Regions from separate parts of the Macaca mulatta genome. Here region 2 is linked to region 1. Evidence: chromatin contacts called from public Hi-C data. All regions are on one chromosome and are shown on one strand. Each heading gives the region's core, a stretch centred on a gene start, on an enhancer-like site or on the middle of the called end of the contact. The rest is flanking DNA. Distances are from core to core; before and after follow the strand shown. Region 1 has its middle 260 kb from the start of G2E3. Region 2 has its middle 160 kb from the start of G2E3.

Evidence for each region. A called contact is a pair of places that touch in the nucleus more often than the background predicts.
Region 2: a contact with region 1 is called in a Hi-C map of fetal cortex germinal zone, with 2.0 times the contacts expected there. The contact joins two enhancer-like sites. A contact is called at or near these places in 2 of 14 Hi-C or Micro-C datasets (fetal cortex germinal zone and fetal cortical plate).

The regions. Positions count from the first base shown.
Region 1 is chr7:103,396,487-103,399,583 of T2T-MMU8v2.0, reverse strand. No RefSeq gene overlaps it. Among named protein-coding and RNA genes, the nearest start is that of G2E3, 260 kb to the left of the region's middle. Within about 2 kb of position 1,498, at least 9 of the 40 cell types and tissues checked have an H3K27ac peak or open chromatin away from gene starts, as enhancers often do. A contact at or near this core is called in fetal cortex germinal zone and fetal cortical plate, where this site is marked.
Region 2 is chr7:103,502,922-103,506,018 of T2T-MMU8v2.0, reverse strand. No RefSeq gene overlaps it. Among named protein-coding and RNA genes, the nearest start is that of G2E3, 160 kb to the left of the region's middle. Within about 2 kb of position 1,573, at least 12 of the 40 cell types and tissues checked have an H3K27ac peak or open chromatin away from gene starts, as enhancers often do. A contact at or near this core is called in fetal cortex germinal zone and fetal cortical plate, where this site is marked.

The DNA.
Region 1 (3,097 bases), core at 249-2,748:
CAGATGGGAGACTTGTTCAGGAAAAGTAGCTTCCTTACGGGGGCACCATGTTGCTCCTTGAGGTGCCTTTACCAATTGGAAGAGAATGCTTTGAGCTTCATGAAAGAGTAAAAGCAGGAGAGATGGACTATTCTTCCTGAGGTTGAAACTGAGCTCAACAGGCCTTCACATACTTTGAGTTTCTGTCTGAGGAAAGGAAGTCTTGTAAATCCTTTTAGCCTCTTTATTCTTTCATCTCTTCCATACTTGAGCCTAAAGTTGCTATCATCCAAGATGGTGGAAGACTAAATTAAGTGAATTGATACAGCCTGCAATCAGATGAATGCAGTGTATTGTCTCTAGGAACTATTCTGGAGAGCTGTTTTGTAATTAACCCAAAATGACATATTCAGATTTGATTAATCTCATGTGGTCAGTAGGTAAGCTTCACTTGAAGATTTTTTTTTTTTTTTTTTTTTTTTTATCAACAATAGGTCCTTCTCTGTGATATATTTGCAGGAGAATGTTTAAATAATATATATGGCAAATATGTTGATCAATGCCACCGTCAGAGATTTGGCTTAGTTTCATAAATACAACATATACAATGTTTTACCATATTTAATATATAGAGACATTGATTTACGTTCATGTTTATGTATTGTAAATTCATATACATATACGTAAAAATGTTATGTGTGTATAAATATACACACACATACACACACACACATATTTATGATTTAAAAAGTCATCTAATTATTTAAGCAGAGAGACTTGGTTTTCATTCGGTCCCTAACCCTGTCCTCTTAATTGGTATACACGATAAATTCAGAGTTATAGATTATTTCCTATGGCATTGGTGGACTACAGCTCAAACCTAAAGTTTAAAGATTTAATTTTCTGTTGTTCTTAATGAAATAACCAAAGCAGCAGTTCCCCGTGGTGGGATATGAAAAGTAGTGTATGGATACCTACTAAAACATTTGCAGACCTCCTCAGCTTTCTGTTTTTAATGTGATGAAAATTTGTACAAATAACAAAGAAAGAATGTCATGGTAACTAAAACATTTCCTATACATGTATTTTAGAGGGAAGCTAAATCAAAGGTCTTCAGAGAATTACTAGGGTTCTTTCTAGGAGGTTATTGACAAATATGTAGTTTGTCTCTGGAGTTTGTGCCTCTTTCACAGATTGGTGTATTTGTGATCCCACCGGCAGAATAAGTGTCTGTAATTCATTTCTCCTTGTTAACTAGTGCGCCTTTGTGTAGAGGATGATTGGCAGCAAAGTCGGCTGAGTCCCAACGGATGAGCTTGTTAGCAAAACCCTAGCATCCTATCTCTAATAAAGCATATCAGCAGTACATTTTGTCCTATCTATTAGCCTCTCTGTTTCTTTTTTTGTGAAAAGCTGAGTGTCCCTTTGAAGCAATGACAAATAAACCCCTGAACTGAAGTGCTAGGCTGCCTTACGGACAGCTGGATAGTAAATGTCACACCGTGTAGAGAATGCCTATTATCAGAGTGAGCCATTTGTTCCCGGCCTTTCAGTATCTTAATGTAATACAAAATTGCTAAATCAAGCCCCATGTCTGTGACAGAACATAATTAATGAGAAAGCAGGAGCCAATTCAACACTCTTTATTGGGACCTAATTGGCTCAGGCAACAGAGTTGTCACTCAACAAGAGACTTCCTTTAAAGCAATTTTGTTCTTGGTTGTATTACAGAGCCTATTAAATTGTCCCCTCCTTGATCACACAAAGAAGTATCTGCATGCAATAATTAGCTTTTCCAGGGGGAATTTTTTTTAACTCATGCAATACCGAATCATTCTCAAACTGTCTGGAAAAACACCCAGGCTGTGGGGATGTGCTGCCATACTGAGCTGCACTGTAGGCTGTTTTCCAGGCTGCCGAGGCAGCAGGGATCTGTGCTGCAGGAAGCTGAACAGGAGCCCCAAGGAAAAGAGAAGCATGTTCAAATGTGGAGGGTAGGAGGATGAGAGAGGGAGTGGGTAGAGGAAATTACTTTGATGGATAATCATAGCTCACGTCATAATCTGCAGTTAGAAAGGGCAAAAAAGAAATGCCTATATGTACCTATTTAAATATATGTTTAGTTTTTTGTAGTCATACCCAAGTCACTTAGAAATCAAAATGAACAAGGCCATGGCAGGGGTGGAGGTTAAATATATAGAGAAACCTGAATTGTCTAGATCAACATTAATACATTCGACCACATCTTGGAGTTTTATGGGGCACACTGTCTCAAAACCAGCACAAATATTTACAAGTATTTAGTGGCATGTGACTATTTATTACAATCTGAAATTTCACTTTTGGGAATTATGCCCCCCCCAACCCATTTAACAAACCTCAAAATAAATTTAGACCTGGTATTTATATTATTGTTACAAAACTGTTTCTTTTTTTTCTGTCACAGTATCAGAGAGTTCAAATAAATCTGTGCCTTCTCTTCATAAGTTTTAAGACAATGTGACATGCAGTAACTGGAGACCATGGAGAACTGAGCTTACAGTTTATACTGGCATTTGCCTGCATTTGGATGAAAAGGACACGACTGGTTAAACTACAGGAAAAGCAAATGGGAAAGTTGTAGGAAATATACTTTACAACATACAAATTAAGCAATGAATTGTACAGATGTTAAAACTGCAATAGTTGAGATAAGAAAAAAATTATTAAAGGTTGGTTTAAGTGACAGCACTTTGAACAGTCTAAATAAAGGCACGTATGTGGCTCTTTTCTTGAAATATCTGTCAATATCTCCCTTCTGTGCCTTCAGAAACAACGCAGACTGTCTAGTTTGCATGGCAGCAGCATTTGGTTGGATTTAGAGAGAGCGGCTTGCCTCGGCATTGTTATTTGCCAGATCCTAGGAAAGAAAGGAAGGAAGGCAAACCTCTATAACAGAGGAAAGCGGTGCTGTTCTTGCTTTTCTGTGCAGTTTGGAGAAGGTTTGCAGCTGCTGAAATCCCAGGACTGTGCCCCAGCTATGACGGCATCATGCAGCAGGCGCCCAAAGTGTAGTGTTTTTTAGGTTTTCCAGCGTTTGCCGACATATTAGCTGTATTGCTTAATTGTAATTTACTTG
Region 2 (3,097 bases), core at 324-2,823, 110 kb before region 1:
AGGTTTAGAGAAAGGAACATAGAAAATCAAGCAAACAAAGAAACAAACAAATGAACAACAATAAAAAGATGTGAATATTAACTCCAGGACAAACAAATTGCAACTTTATTAGAAAAGAAGCATAATTAGGTCAGGTGCGGTGGCTCACACCTGTAATCCCAGCACTTTGGGAAGCCAAGGCAGGTGGATCACATGGTCAGAAGTTTGAGACCAGCCTGGCCAACATGGTGAAACCTCATCTCTACTAAAAATACAAAAATTAGCCGGCCATGGTGGTGTGTGCCTGTAGTCCCATCTACTCGGGAGGCTGAGGCAGGAGAGTTGCTTAAACCCGGGAGACAGAGGTTGCAGTGAGCTGAGATTGTGCCACTGTACTTCAGCCTTGGCGACAGAGGGATACTCCGTCTCAAAACAAAAACAAAAACAAAGCAAACAAACAACAACAACAAAAAACAACCGTAATTATGATTTTCTACAATATAGCTGATCATGACTGAAGAGATATCACAAATCTGCCAGAAAGTTTGCTTTGCGTTAGTCCCAAGGTTAATACTGCCAGAGATTCCCACGCATGAAACCTCCTGTTCTCTCTCAGTAGCTGGTAGTCAAGTGCCTTGATTAACTAGACGCTACTGTGAGTCAACTGACATTTGAAAGTCTCAATTCAGTATTTTAGGGGTATCAATGCGTCATGTATGAAAACATGGGTCATATGCAAGACGCTTGTTGCATGAAAGTTGAGGATAGTCCATAATAATAATACTAACACTTATTGAGCTCTTACTGCATGTCAAATGCTTTCCTTGGTTTACATCCACTGACCCTTATCTGTTATCAGCTCCTTTTTATGGATGATAACATTGAGGTGTAAAGAGGCTAGGTAACTTTCCCAGAGTTATGGGGCTTGGATTAGACTGGGGACAGTGTAGTTCCAGAACTTGTGGTCCTGACTGCTACCCTTCTGCCTCAATACATAATTAGATACATGCTTTAGGGGATTGAAAACTTAGAAAATCAATGAGGATAGAAGCCTCTTGTGGTGGAAGTAGTGGTAGAATGAAGTGGACTAAAGCCAGGCATCAGGAGTCAGAAGGGACAGGAGTCTGACCTGTTAGTCCACTCACAGGAAATGAGAATTGATGGGATTTTGTTAACAGTTCATTTAACTTAGAGACATTGATGATAAACTCCTTTACCCTACTGAAGAAGTCAAGAACACCGGCATCAAGATGGACCTTTCTCCTGAGACTTTCTCACTTCATCTCTTTCATATCTTTTTGATACCGTTGCTTTCACTTCTCATTTCCTTTCATCACCTGTCAGGCTTCATATTACAAGCAGAGAAACCTAGGCCTGGCTTCTCTTGTTCGAACGTTCCTTCACTTAATATTTGCCCCGGGAGTCTTGGCAACTAGGCTCGGTAATGGCAACCTGGAGGGAAAGAAGACCTGGTTCCCCCTTCCACCCCCAACCTCATTAAATATGATGCAGTTCCTACCAAGAGGCTTGGGGGCGGAGGCTGTGTGGGCAGAAGACACAGCTTCCAAATGTTCTTGTAAATATTCATAAAAACATGTTAGTGTTGCTAAACCCACAGCAAACGATAATCATCCATCCCCCTACACCCTGCATCTTTTTGCTGTTAATCCTTTTGTCTGCCTTGAATTCCTTCCCACAATTGCTTCTCCCCCATCCTGTGTTTTTGAATGGCTGCCAGATACCCTACCCCTAGCCTTTGCAGCCCTTCATGTGGGTCTACGGTGCCCTTTTCAAAGCAATGACCCTCTGCTGCCAGCTAGGGACACGAATGACACACACCATCCCAGGGATGTTGCTTCTGATCATCTTGGTTCCTTGCTCTTGGAGAACACAACAATTATTCTGCCCAGGAACTGATGGGGATTTCTGAGCAACCTGGCACATCTGAAACATTTTTCTGACTCATTGAGCTGGCATATACTGCTAGATCAGCACTGGCCCTGTTCCACACAGCCTGTCACCAACAGTGGGTGTTGTTGTAAGCTCTAGTTTTGATTGTGGCAAGATGGGCTCTGTGACTCTCCTCTTGTTCTGTTGAGTTCAGAAAAGGCATCTGGTCTCCATTCACATTACATTTGACAAGAGTCCAAAACCTAAATGAATGTTGCTAATAAAGAACTGTAAGGAAAAAACATGTTGAGAACTACTGAGTGTATTCAACACACATCAAGCTTTGGAGCAGGGGGAGGGGAAGGGAATGAATGTGCTGGGTTAGGATCGCCCGTTGGAGGGCAAGAGCTCCCGGCTCTGCCTGGCTCTGTCCATGAACTGTGCCTCAGTTTGCCTTCTTGACATTGTGGATGTTAAAAAAGTGCTTTATAATTCAGAAGAGACTGCGTGCGACCTTGTAAATGTTTAACTTTGCTGTTGCTCAATGAAGTTTCAAATGAGCTAGGATTGATTGAACAGCCACTCTGTGTCTAAGTCAAAGGTGGCCAAGGAGAGAATTTAGCCCCTGCATGATCTTCACTGGCTCACTGCCTCCAAATCCTTTGACATGGGTAATTGGCATGTTCTCCACCTTTTGTATAGTACATGCAAATATGGCCTAAGCCCATCTCCCTTTTATCTTTCTCAGGCATATCTCTTGCATGATAGACTGCATCATGGTGTCTGCTTCCCAGAGGAACTAACCAGCACAGCAGGAGAGTTTACTTTCTAAATGGAATTAGCTGGAGGAGGCTAAAAAATGTTAAGATGTGAAACTAAATTAAGCTAAATGTCAATGAAGCCACTATTGAACAATGATTATTTTCTGAGGCATCCTCTAAATACATGAGGCAACTGAATGAGGAAACTTTTAAAAGAATATCTTACATTTTAGAATCACTACATTATTACAGCTAAAGTTCTTATTTCAGGTCGTGTTTAGCTAACACAAAATGGCCAAATCTAGATCATCTTAGGTTATTCTGATAAAATCTTATTGTTTATGTATGAAATATTGTCTGTCTTTGTGTTAACAAATATATAAGGCATATGCTTTGCTCATCAAAAAGTGGTGTCACAAAAATAAGAAGGAAATATTCCCCCTGGATTTTTAAAAGTGCTTTGTCCA